Regions from separate parts of the Zea mays genome. Here region 2 is linked to region 1. Evidence: chromatin contacts called from public Hi-C data. All regions are on one chromosome and are shown on one strand. Each heading gives the region's core, a stretch centred on a gene start, on an enhancer-like site or on the middle of the called end of the contact. The rest is flanking DNA. Distances are from core to core; before and after follow the strand shown.

Evidence for each region. Hi-C and Micro-C count contacts between places; a contact is called where the count stands out from the background.
Region 2: a Hi-C map of ear shows a contact between it and region 1, with 1.7 times the contacts expected there. The contact joins the promoter of LOC100275340 here to the promoter of LOC103629107 in region 1. A contact is called at or near these places in 2 of 25 Hi-C or Micro-C datasets (ear and tassel).

What each region holds. Positions count from the first base shown.
Region 1 is chr6:27,978,542-27,981,716 of Zm-B73-REFERENCE-NAM-5.0, forward strand. It overlaps LOC103629107, which reads left to right and starts at 1,587. Exons shown (of 4, transcript NM_001301482.2): 1 at 1,587-1,625; 2 at 1,761-2,004; 3 at 2,093-2,376; 4 at 3,016-3,175. The coding sequence starts at 1,821.
Region 2 is chr6:28,140,504-28,143,678 of Zm-B73-REFERENCE-NAM-5.0, forward strand. LOC100275340 (Sterile alpha motif (SAM) domain-containing protein) reads left to right here and starts at 1,484. Exons shown (of 4, transcript NM_001149437.1): 1 at 1,484-1,569; 2 at 1,701-1,916. The coding sequence starts at 1,827.

The DNA.
Region 1 (3,175 bases), core at 337-2,836:
GGTACCGTGTGTAAAGCGTTTGAAAGTACTAAACACATATCGAGAAATATGGTAAATCAGTAAGCCCAGTACCTGAGTGAACCTGCCCGCGGACTTTATCCTCACTTGTCCTTGAGACGGACTCTCCCATCCTAGCGATGATAGGTACAAGTGCGGCCACTGCACGGTGGTAGTTGGTGTCATTGGAGCATTGTATGCCAAGGCAGTGAGGCCCTGTTCTGTTGCCAAGGAATCGATGGGGACGATTGATGTGTGTGGGGACAAAGTGCCCCTATGTGTTGTGTGTTTAGGTTTACCTTGCAAGGTTTAAAACTCGATTCGAATCGTCTGCTTCTCCCAGCTAATGAGACTTCTTGATCCATGCTACTGCATCGAGTAAGAAGTGAAATTAGGTTTCATGATATAAAGTGTTGCTTGCAATAAATGTTTATTACCATGTATGCTTAGAAGAATACTAACCTAGTCTAAAGAATATTCTAGAACTTGAAAGCTAAAATTTGACTCAGACTCAGCTAGTGCTTTGGCAAACCAAACCCCTCACCCAAATAGCTTCATGGTCTAGAGGTAGAGGAGTAGACTCCTCACACCGGGTAAATCTAGCTAAGTATTAGTATACTCAGTCTTGGTTGTGGCATAATTTTAGAGGTACTTCATTGAATGACATGGTTGCTGGAGTGATTTGGCCACCATCCTGCATTGGGTTGGACGGTCGAGTGAGATGCTGCCTCAGTAGGAAAGGACCAGGAAGAGTAGTGGGCCAGGCTTCACCCTACTCCTTAGTTATCATGGTTAGTTACTTGTGGCATGATTCTGCTTAGCTTACTACGAGAACCCTTAAGCATCTCCAATATTAACTTAAATCAGTGCCCTATCTTGAAATAGAAAACTCAACTCATAAAAAAAAACTCGCCTTATTTTATAAATTTTTATCAAAAGAATATATGACACACCATAAAGTACCCAAATATACTAAATATCATATTATTGCCATATCCATGTTTTGTACATTATTCTTAACCTTTTTCTGACCAACAGTTTAATTTATTTTCTAGAGTATATGATTTAAGGTTTAACTGTTGAAGCTCAAGTTATCTATAATGTACTAAACACTTTAAATTATATAGTATTTTAAACTTTGGAGCATTATTTTGATGGAGATGCTGCTATATTAATATATTATAAATAAATGTTACCGTCACCATAGAGCAAATTTTAGCTTTTAATGTTTGAAGACTAAAAAACGTACTGGATTCTTGTTATTCCGACTCGCATCCGAGATGAATGAACAATAAAAGAATTCCAGCACCTTGATCCGTCCGATCCGATGTGCGTCCACCGTCCATCCTTCCACAAAACCCCAGACAGAAGCAAAGCTCCACCACTCCGCCACGTCACGTCCGCCGGCTGCCTCTGAGATTTGCCTCCCCGATTGGTCGAATCCGCCATTTACTCGGCTCGCCACCCACCCTCTCTTGCTACCTACTAGCCACTGCACTACGCCTCCCTGTCTGTCTGTCTGTCCCTGGACCCTGGCGAGCGCATGCCACAATGCCGGCTATAAAACGAAGCCCGGAGCTCCATCCCCCAAACAAAAAAAGGGCCTTCACTTGACTCCACAGCCACAGGTACGTACAAACAATTGCTGATGCTTCCATTCCTTTTCTTTGGCTGCTGGCTCTTGCTGTTGCATTAATTAATAATGGATGCTCCTGTCCTCGATCGTGTTGTGTTGTTTTGTTTTGTTTGTTTGTTGGTGCTAGCTAGCTGCTGTGGTGAAGAGTAGCAGGTTCGGCGGCCGGGAGGGGGCAGCCAACACGACGATGGAGCGGTTCGGCCTGGACGGCGGCGGTGGCGGTGGCGAGCTGCCGCCGGGGTTCCGGTTCCACCCGACGGACGAGGAGCTCATCACCTACTACCTCCTCCGCAAGGCCGTGGACGGCAGCTTCTGCGGCCGCGCCATCGCGGAGATCGACCTGAACAAGTGCGAGCCATGGGAGCTCCCGGGTGAGTGAGCTGCTTTGCTTGCATCGACCACCCACCGATTGAATAGACATTAAGCTTGTCGTGATGTGATGTGATCTGATCTGATCAGACAAGGCGAAGATGGGGGAGAAGGAGTGGTACTTCTACAGCCTCCGCGACCGCAAGTACCCGACGGGCCTGCGCACCAACCGCGCCACGGTGGCCGGCTACTGGAAGGCCACCGGCAAGGACCGCGAGATCCGCAGCGGCCGCACCGGCGCGCTGGTGGGCATGAAGAAGACGCTCGTCTTCTACCGCGGCCGCGCCCCCAAGGGACAGAAGACGCACTGGGTCATGCACGAGTACCGCCTCGAGGGCGCCTACGCCTACCATTTCCTCCCCAGCTCCACAAGGGTACGTACCCTTTCTCTCTACAATACTCCAAATACACACAGTACAGCACTAGAGACACATTGTAATGATGACGAGAGGGCAGAAGGGAGTCTCACTCAAGCATCGCATGGCTACGCCTACGAGTAGAGTAGGACAGGAGCTAGCGGCTGCTGTATAGTGTGCACAGGGGCATCAGTTGAGTGCATGCGTGTAGCATACGTACTACTGCAGCTCTGCTGCTGCTAGCTGCTAACGTGCGTGGATATGGCATGCCCATTGCCCAGGCCCAGCGCAGCGCAGGAGAAGAAAGATAGGGCACAGGGATTCGAATCTTTTCTTGGCCAGTGGCCACGAATGCGATCGTATCAGCGAAGTGTAATAAATGCTCCATATGCTAGCACTTTCTCAAGTTCATCGATATCTCATGAATATTAAAATCTACTAGTAGTATATTGTATTAATTCCTATCTTTTCTGTCAAGCATGTGCCACTAGATTCATCAAAAATGATTTTCTCCCCCTTTTATCATGTATAAAATCTATTCAGCAAAGTACATTCATGTGCCACTAGATTCATCAATAAGGAGTATTTTTTTATTAATTGTCTGCAGTAGAAGGAAGACAGACACCTGAACTGTAGATTGTTTCTTTATTTTTTCAGGACGAGTGGGTGATCGCGAGGGTGTTCCAGAAGCCCGGCGAGGTCCCACCTGCAGCCCGCAAGCACCGCCTCGGCGCCCTTAGCAGCACTACCGGCACCGCCGCGGGCGATTCCTGCTTCTCGGACTCTACCTCGGCCTCCATCGGCGGCGCGTCGTCGT
Region 2 (3,175 bases), core at 234-2,733, 160 kb after region 1:
CTCCGTTCTTTTCCAACCTCCAGGTACTGTGCTGTACTTTAGCTTGATCTTTACGTTGCATGAACTTTTGTCATTATGTTCATTTGTTCTTCTCGAGCATAGAATTAAGACATAGTGTCTTCGTCAATATACACATTTTGAATTTTTTATATTTAAACGTGTAGATACAGTCGAAAACACAACTCAAAATCTATACTATACTTAAAGCACTAGTTTCAACGGTCTTCATGCGTCATCTTTTATAAATAACCCCTCACAACTATTTCAAATTAATCCGCTGCACGTCTATATATATAGATGGCCAAACGGCGTCCGACACGGGCTAGACGCACGTGGGCCAGAACTATGGCCCAGACACGTCATGCCGGCCTGCTAACTGTGTCGAGCCAACCCATTAGCCCGTCGATCCATTTAATTAAATCAACGTAAAATGTTAAAAAATGGTGCAGGAGGTGGGGTTCGAACCCATGTCCTGATGGAAGAAGGACGGGAGACACTGGGTGAAGCTGTCTAACCAGTAGAACATCATGCTAAGATATTTTTAATATTGAATATAAATTGTATATAGATATATACTTTTTTTTGTAAAATAAAAAACAATCGTGTAGGGTCGGGCCAGCACTACGGGCTGAGGCTACAGTCCAAGCACGACACGACGTTCTTGGCTCTTGCAAACATTAGGTCGTTTCTGAGACCATATTGGCGCAATGGACTACATGGTGTTTGAGGTTGCTGAATTGGAGGGAGCAACAATGATTTGTCACACTAACAACAAAATAAAAGGTTATTTATTGGTTTTAAACGTTAGTAATTGCTACGAAGTAGCATAATTTATATGGAGCGTATCCGGTTTTTATTGATGCCTGACTTTAGCAATCACTCCATATTTTGATCTATCTTTTTTGTAAGTTTGACTTCATGAGACTTATTTTAAAAACTTGAGCTTACAAATTTTGTCTTATTTGGTCCCTGTATGATGGAATTATGTTATTTTATAATCTCTGTTCATTCATCAGTCATTGTGAACTCTTTCTAATCGCTCACTTCATTAGTCGTATTGTACCAAGATATATTGCATGGAGTAAACAATAACATCAATTAGTCAAATCAAAAAAATATTATACAAAGAGCGAAGATAATCAATAAAAAATCTTAAATTTTTTTATGGATAATTTACGTGAGTATTATTGTAAGCCGTCGCAACATACATGCCCTATTGTCCTGGCATGGAATTGATATAGAGTGGACAACACGCGCGCGAAAAAAAAAAGCCACCAACGCAGCTGCTTCTCGGACACGCGCCTCGGAGAGGCTCGCGTTTGCGCAATTGCGCTGCCAGTGCCACCGGCCCCTGCCCTTCCCCAGCCGCTGGTCCCACGCGCGTCCAGCCCACGGGCACCACCGCCGCACCAGGCTTTTAGCTCTCGACGCGTCGCCGCCGACCACAGCACGGCTAGCGTGTCGATTCCTCCCGCTCTCGTCGCCGGATCCCCCCACCCGACGCGCCCACCTCTGAGTCCAATGGTGGCAGAGATCCGTTAGGGCGAGGACTGGTCCCAGCTTGGGTCGGTAAGCAACCATCGCTCACTTTCTTGGATGGATTCCGTCCAATCAAACCCAAATTCTTCTCCCTGTCCATTCGGTGTTATCTCTGGGTATGTGTGGTACTAACCCGATCTGTCCGTTCACTACTCGATTAGGGTCTCCTTCTCCAGCTTGTGAGATCGACACTGGTTGACACTGATTGTAGCACTTCGTGGCGCCTTATTGGGTCGCGGGTGCGGTTTGCGCTCTACAAATTTTGGGTTTGGTTTCGCTGAACCCTCATGACCCAAGCGAAGTCCACTCCTGGGAGGAGGGAGATGGGCCGGGCGCGATCGCCGGAACCGCTCGATTTCTTCATATGGACTGTCGAGGTTCTCTCATGTGTGCCCCCCCCCCCCCCCCCCCCCCCCCCCCCCTTCTGCTTTGCTTCTGGAAAAAATGTTATTGTTGCGGGAAGTAGTGCTCTTTATCTTGTGCATTGCTGCTAAGTAGGCTTTAGTTTGGGAGATTAGCTAGGAGATTGGGAAATCCGTGAGGCAGTGTTCTCCTTCCGTCCATCATTGGCTTGTTGTCAGGCCCCATGGGGAAGGAACCTACTGTATTGTAACATAGTTCTAAATGTTTCACCCAATCGAGTGTCAACCATTTTGAAGTGGATTTGGTGATATTGTTGGTTTACGCCTACCTTTTAAGCTGCTGTTAGAAATTTGGGAAATCAGTAATGTGATTTCTTAAAAAGGGTCTTTGGAACTTGATATTTTATATGCTGGTGCTCCTTCCGTTTTAATGTACTACTATCAGTTCTAGTGACCACTGGATATTGAGGATTCAGTTGTTCTGTGTCTTTTTCTACATGTTATTCATTAGATCATTTTTTCATCTTTTGTGGTCCCTGGATTCTTTCATTCGATGGCTTTGGAACTTGCACATTAGAGAGGCCATCATACTCTGAGTTACCCTAAATGCTAAACAGTAAATTGTCGGTGAACCGTAGTTTACCGTTTATGCCAATTAGTTTGTGTTTGAATGGAGTTAAATGGTCTAAACGGTTTTGTATAGTACCACTTAAAAAAACTAAATCCCACTCCACCTTATATATTTACAGCATTGGTTAGTTGAGTACCAATGTGGTAGTTGTAATCCTTCTGTGACTAAACAGTGAATTAAATAGCCATTTAGACTGTCTCCAACATGACACCCTAAAGGGTCCTCTACCCTATATTTAGAGAAGATCCCGTCCTCTACACGCTCCAACAGTGTCCTCTAAAGCGTTCTCTAAATATAGAGAATGCTCCTACATCCTCTCTATATAGAGACTCTCTTCTATCCATTTTATTCTATAGATTAAACAAAACAAAAATATGTATAAGATATTTGAGAGTATGACAAAAACACACGTACAAAAATCTAGAGCGAAATATGTCTTTAAGGGCTCCTTTGGAACGCAGGAATTTCACATGAATGATATAAGAATTTTACAGGAATTATTTCAAAAACACAAGAAAAACGCAAGATTCAGGAAATTTCCCTTTGTTCCAAAGGGGGCCTAATATGGGTATTTAACGTATAAAGGATGTTGTTGGAGAGGAATGAGATATAGAGGAGAGAATCTTTTAGATGACTCTGTAAA